Linked DNA regions of Arachis hypogaea: region 2 is linked to region 1. Evidence: chromatin contacts called from public Hi-C data. All regions are on one chromosome and are shown on one strand. The core of a region is the stretch at or near the end of the contact, and the rest is flanking DNA. Distances in the headings are between cores, read along the strand shown.

Region 1 (2,902 bases), core at 285-2,784:
AGCTAAATATTCCCCAAGATCGTCACTTATACTTTCACTAAATCAATGCATATCTAGAAAATTAGCTATGTAAGAATGCGATATCTGACTTTTTTTTTTATCGTAAAAAGGTGCTCTAAAATATTTTATTTATAGAATAAATAGATAAAAGTATATGTAAAAGAGTTTGGAGCGAAAAAAATACATACCAAAATTCATAAATATCAAAGTGTACTCTAGAGATTGTTTTTGATGAACAAAAAATACACACTAAAATTCATGAATATCAAATCCTTATTAATAGTATAATACTTCTTGTTTATAAAAAATAATTTTTGGAGTGTATTTTTATATACTTTTGTCTATTTCAAACTATTTTATGTATATTTTTGTTTATTTATTTTATTTTTATATTAAAAATTTTTTTTCAGGATAAATTTAATTTTTTACTAACGACATTATCTCTGACACTCTTAGATTGTATTTGTTTTAAGATTGAGACTAAGATTAAAAGAATGTGGCTGAATATTGTATTTGGTGATTAGACTAAAATTAAAATTTTAATCAACTTTTAAAAAATAGAGATATAAGGGATTAAAATTTTTAAAAACAAAAACTGAAATTTTAATAACATTTTTTTACTAAAAATACACTCATTTAACTTTTTAAATTATAAATCTACGTATTAATCTTTATATTTATCTTAAACCAAACATGATATTGAGATATAACTCAATCTCGTACATTTTACACCAAATATAATATAAAGATTTAATTTAGTTTCTCAGTCACAATCTTTTAGTCTCTATCTCTTTGTCTAAATTTAATTTTCCTTCCAAACGCATTCTTAGTGGACAAATTAGAATACCCCGAAGCCACAATGATAGCATGAGAAGTTGACAATACAGAAAATTAAATGCTCACCATTAGAGTAATATGTTTATGTTAAAAAGCAGGGGAAAGAAAAGGCACACGGATAAACAGAGAAACTCACCAAGTGAGTAAAAATGGCTCATCCAACTTGTTGATAAGGTTAAGAACTACATTGTCGTTTGTTACCAAGTCAAGTTGAGGCCCAGGGAATTGACCATTGATCAAAATCACCTTAAAAATAATACTACATCAATAAGCAAAGAAAAATAATACTACATTAATTGAAAGATCATAATTAAAATTAAACTAAACCTTAATTACTACTACCTTCTGGGGTGTACCAAGAGGAGAGAGTGTTCCATAAGTCACAGTCCATGTGAAATACTTGTATGCATCTTCTGCTTTCAGTTGCACCAAACACACACTCACCAGAGTCACAACAATACAGAACAACTGCACCAACCCTTTTAATCCCATCAAGTCTACTACAAAATAAGCACAAGATATACACAAGTTTAATTTTAATGCAAAACGTTATACATAGTTAAGTGTTAATGAGAGCATTGAAAAATGAAAAGTACCAGCTAGTTCTATGGTTCTGAGGAGTGAAACTGCTGAACCTTTTCGTTATATTTATATGAAAAAGTGAGTGATATGATAAATTTTAATTTTAGAATATTTAAATGGATGGTTATTGCTTAGTTTAAGGTTGCAAATTGATCATTCATATTCGGCGCTGTCAACGCGTTTTGACTTTTGATTGCTTTGTTACCTATTGCTTCAAACTCAAGAATCAACATATCAAGTATGAGAAATAATTGGGAGCACCAAATAGTAAGTCTAATTATTTTTTTAATTCTATAAAATTAACACTTATCAAGGTATGTTTCTGTTTTTTAGTATTAATTTTTTGTTCTTATTTTATCCACAACTAATTATTTAATATATTATTAAATCATCTATCATAATAAAATACTAATTGTTTTAATATAATTAGGTTCAAATATTCATTAAGTAAGAAGCTAAATTTGAAATTCTTGAATTCAAATTTATCTAATTTGTGTAAATATAGAGTCCAATTATATCACTTTAAAAATTATATATGTCATAAATCTATGTAAGAAGTAAGATTATTCATATGAATATTATTATTAAGATTTTTTTTTTTTGACAATATTGATTATTGTTTGTTGACCATAAGGTGTGAATAATTCTCACCTCAAGAATTGTATATAATTGACAATATAAATATTATAACATGTTTATATACAAAATACAAGCTTGGCGTATCTTTTAAATACATTCATAATAAGTTAAAAAAGTGAATTTTAGTCGTTTAAACTTGTATGTGTATAATATTAAAAAAAAATAGCATGTTAGCTTTTCGAATATTTTTCATCATTATTGGTAAATATATATAGTCTTTATTCTTTTCTTAATAAGCTGGTACATGGACTAGCAAAGTACTATTAATTATTATTATTATTATTATTATTATTATTATTATTATTATTATTATTATTATTATTATATATAAAATAATTAGTTATTAGAATAATTAAATTTGATATAGTAAAATAATTAAATTTATCATAATATTATTATTAGTTTTTTTATAATAGTATAATCAATTTTTTTTACAATAGTATAATCAATTATTTTTCGTAAACATCAAATACATTATAGGCGTTTTTTTTTTTTTTTGTAATAATGTGAATATGTGATATTATTGTTAAACTAAAAATTTTGATAGAAGATGTTTTATTAGCAACATTATTTAAAAACGTAAAAATAAAATGTCTTAGTGAAATAAAATTCTCAAGATTATTCAAATGTTTATGGTATAAAATAATTCTAAAAAGAATTTATTTTGTATATTTAAAATATACTTTTTAAAACACAATAGAAAAAATATATTAGTTCATATGATAAATGACAACAACTGTACTCGACTACTCGTTATTAAAGTTAAAATGTAACTTCAAAAGTCCGGCACTTTTATGATTTTTGACTACTAAACTCCTGAAATTTCGCCACTGATTTCAACTTT
Region 2 (3,391 bases), core at 628-3,127, 120 kb after region 1:
ATATATATATTATTATGTAAAATGACGAAAAAATTTATATTAAAAATAAATTATTAAAATAATTAAATAAATTTAATAATTTAGAGATTAACGGGACAAGAATTTTTGTACCTGTTTCGGGAAACTATCCCTATTTTTATAAAAAAAAAATTTTGTCTTGGGGTCTTCATTTGTGGGATTCTCACTTTTTAGAAAGTTTTGCCATCTCTAATAATATAAGATCATAATTTATTATTTTTAACTATTAATTAATCGTTAATATTTAAAAATATAGACTAAAATATATTATTAAATTATTAGACTAAAAAAATTAAATTAATAATTAAAAGTAATAATTAAAAATAATAAATTTTGATAATTTTTTAATATTTTTTTGTATATATATGATGATAATAATAATAATAATAATAATAATAATAATAATAATAATAATAATAATAATAATAATAATAATAATAATAATAATAATAATAATAATCAATGAGTTATACCTCAAATGACATAGATTCAGTTTGGAAAACAACTTAATTAAGTTACTTTTGAAAAAATAACTTAAGTAATAAATGACTATATTAAAAGTAACTTATAAATAAGTTATTTTGTGTTTGGGTTTTTAGTTTTAAAAGTGTTTATTTTATAAAAATGTGATAAAAAATAGTAGTATTATGAGAGGAATCATTTTTCTAACTTATCTGTAAGCTCCTAAATAGCTTCTTAGAAAGCTGCAATTTGGTTTTGAAAATTGCACCAGACATTAATACTACTACTTTTCATAAGTCAAAACTCAAAAACTAAAAAAAGTTACTTTTAAAGCTTCCCAAACATACTCATAGTCTTCCCATTCTCAATTAAAAAGTTGCGAGTTCGAGTCTCTTATCTTTGATAAAATAATAATAATAATAATATAGAGAAAAGCTCATTTTAGTTGACACTATTTAAAGATAAAAATATGTCAATTTAATATTATATCACAGTAAATAATCAAATAAATATTTTAAATTCTAACATTTATATATTCTTCTATATGAAAGTCAATTTAATTAACTATGAAAAACTGAAAATATCTTTTTGAATAGTATTTGCAAAAAGACTAAAATAATTTTTTAATGTTTTGAAAAAATAACCTTTTAAGATTCGGTTTTAGAAAAACTACACTACATTTTTTTAGTTAAATATTGTTTAATTGTTTTAAGAATTAAAATTTGAATTGAATTTTAAAATTAAAATATCGACACAATTCATTGTAAGGGGTTAAATGTTCTTTTAGTATTTAACTATTTATTTTTAAGAATTTTAAAATATCTTTGTAATGTATTTTTAAAAAAATAAAAATTAAATTAACTTTTCAATGTTAAATTTAAAAATATTAAAATACTTATATAATTAATAAAAATTATTTGATCGGCTTAAAAAATAGGAATTTTAATTTTACATTAAAAGATTAAAATATTTTTATAACTAATATTTGAATAAATACCAAAAATACACCTAAATTTTGTTATAGCCAATTAAAATATTCTTAAATTTTGTTATCAACACAAATATCTATAGGGAACCAATGACCTAAGCATACAATGTGCACAATGAAAGTTTAGAAAGTATTAGAGATATGGTTATTAGTGTTACATCATCCTGTCAAATTATGCTTTTGGGATGAGTGGTTTTAAAATATGGTATTAGAGTTTTAGATCCGGAAGTTCGAATCTTGGTCTCTTCTTTTAAATTATTTAAAAACGTCAAAAACTCTTTTTGCTATCTGCACGGGCTTCTACTCTTTGCTATTGTGCCGCCGTCCCCTATTCTCAACTGCGCCACCAAACTCTTCTTCTCATTCTGCCCATCACCGTAGCACCAGCACCATGATGCTTCCATCACACCACAACGCGACCACTTCTTCTCTGCACTGCAAGTCCTGATCCACCACTTCGCTGCCATTCTTTTCTTCTCATCTCCCCTTGCTTTGCTTTAATCTTGGCTTTGGTTAATTTATTTTCTAATTTTCGTTTTCTATATCAATATATCTGAGTTATATTTGCAAATTTCTTCAGTTACTTTGATAAAATAATTATAGCTGCAGCTGTAAGTGCATTTTAAAAGTATGGTTCACCAAAATAAAATGCCAACTCTCTGGACAAACTGCTGTACAGCCTGTACATACATTTATATATGACTGGTTATAAAATAATTCTTTAAAGAATATGCAAAATCCTTATTTTATTTTACTTAACTTTAATTTCTCTACTGCTGCACATTATAATTCTAGCATGGGTCTTCGAGATAATTTGACAATTGGATCAAGAAGAGCACAAGTAGTTGCACTTGCTCGTAAAATGGTTGGTGGCGGCCTGCCAATGATGCCTCACTTCATCTTTGTAGTCTGCATATGTGATAACTTATAAGCATTCCATTCTTATTTCAAATCACCATTTCCAGTTAGTAATTATAGATTCATATATATTTATCTATTTTTATTATATAAAAATTAAAACTAAATTATTTTATAAGCTTATATATTATATAGTTACTTTTTATCAGCTATTTTGAATAGGTGGTAATCACTAAAAAATTTTTCTTTTCATTATTCTATAAATATGTGACATTATAAATTCTTCTTTTATTCAAAAAAATATTTCATTAATCAATACTCTTAATTAATTGAATTTACTATGAATCATTAAGTATTTTAATTATAAAATAACGGTTAAATACAATTAATATCTATATTAAAATTATAAATAATATAATAATAATTTTCAGTTATAAATATTCAAATTGCATATTATTAACGTCTACTTAAATATATAATCAACAATACTCTTATTATTATTACAGTATTATATATTTTATCTATCTCATAATCTCTTCCACAAATTGTCAAAAAATTCTTCAACCATTTTTAACTTTAGTACAAGATCAAAATTACAATATAGAGCATCATTTAGCAAATAGACCAATATTTATATTTACTTTATAAGTTTGTTTAATACTATTTGTATAAAATAATCTAATGCCATAATACTAAAAAAATAGCTAAATAAATTACATATAACGAACTTTGTTATTATATGACTGTGCAAAAAAAAAAAATTACATATGACGAATTTTGTTTTTATGTGACTGTGCAAAAAAGAAAAATACAATTTACAAATTTAAATATTTACTAAAGCAAATACTTCAATATATATATATAAAATATAGATTGCTAAATCAGTTTTTATTATATTAACATAGAATTTATTACGATATAATTCTTTATTTTAAGAGTTATATAAATTATCTTATAATTAATTATAAAATAAAAATGTATTTATTATTTTAATTATCTAAAAAACTAAAAACACAAAATTTATAATCTTAGTTTCTCTGCACATTGCTTCGGTGTAAATGTAGT

The links. Hi-C and Micro-C count contacts between places; a contact is called where the count stands out from the background.
Region 2: a contact with region 1 is called in a Hi-C map of an unstated tissue, with 5 times the contacts expected there. The contact joins the enhancer-like site here to the promoter of LOC112720422 in region 1. A contact is called at or near these places in 2 of 8 Hi-C or Micro-C datasets (leaf and an unstated tissue).

Annotation. Positions count from the first base shown.
Region 1 is chr11:16,921,348-16,924,249 of arahy.Tifrunner.gnm2.J5K5, forward strand. LOC112720422 (L-ascorbate oxidase homolog) reads right to left here and starts at 1,535. Exons shown (of 9, transcript XM_025771367.3): 1 at 1,434-1,535; 2 at 1,180-1,337; 3 at 974-1,083. The coding sequence starts at 1,329.
Region 2 is chr11:17,042,239-17,045,629 of arahy.Tifrunner.gnm2.J5K5, forward strand. No RefSeq gene overlaps it. Among protein-coding and RNA genes, the nearest start is that of LOC114924767, 3.9 kb to the right of the region's middle. Within about 2 kb of position 1,878, at least 1 of the 3 cell types and tissues checked has open chromatin away from gene starts, as enhancers often do.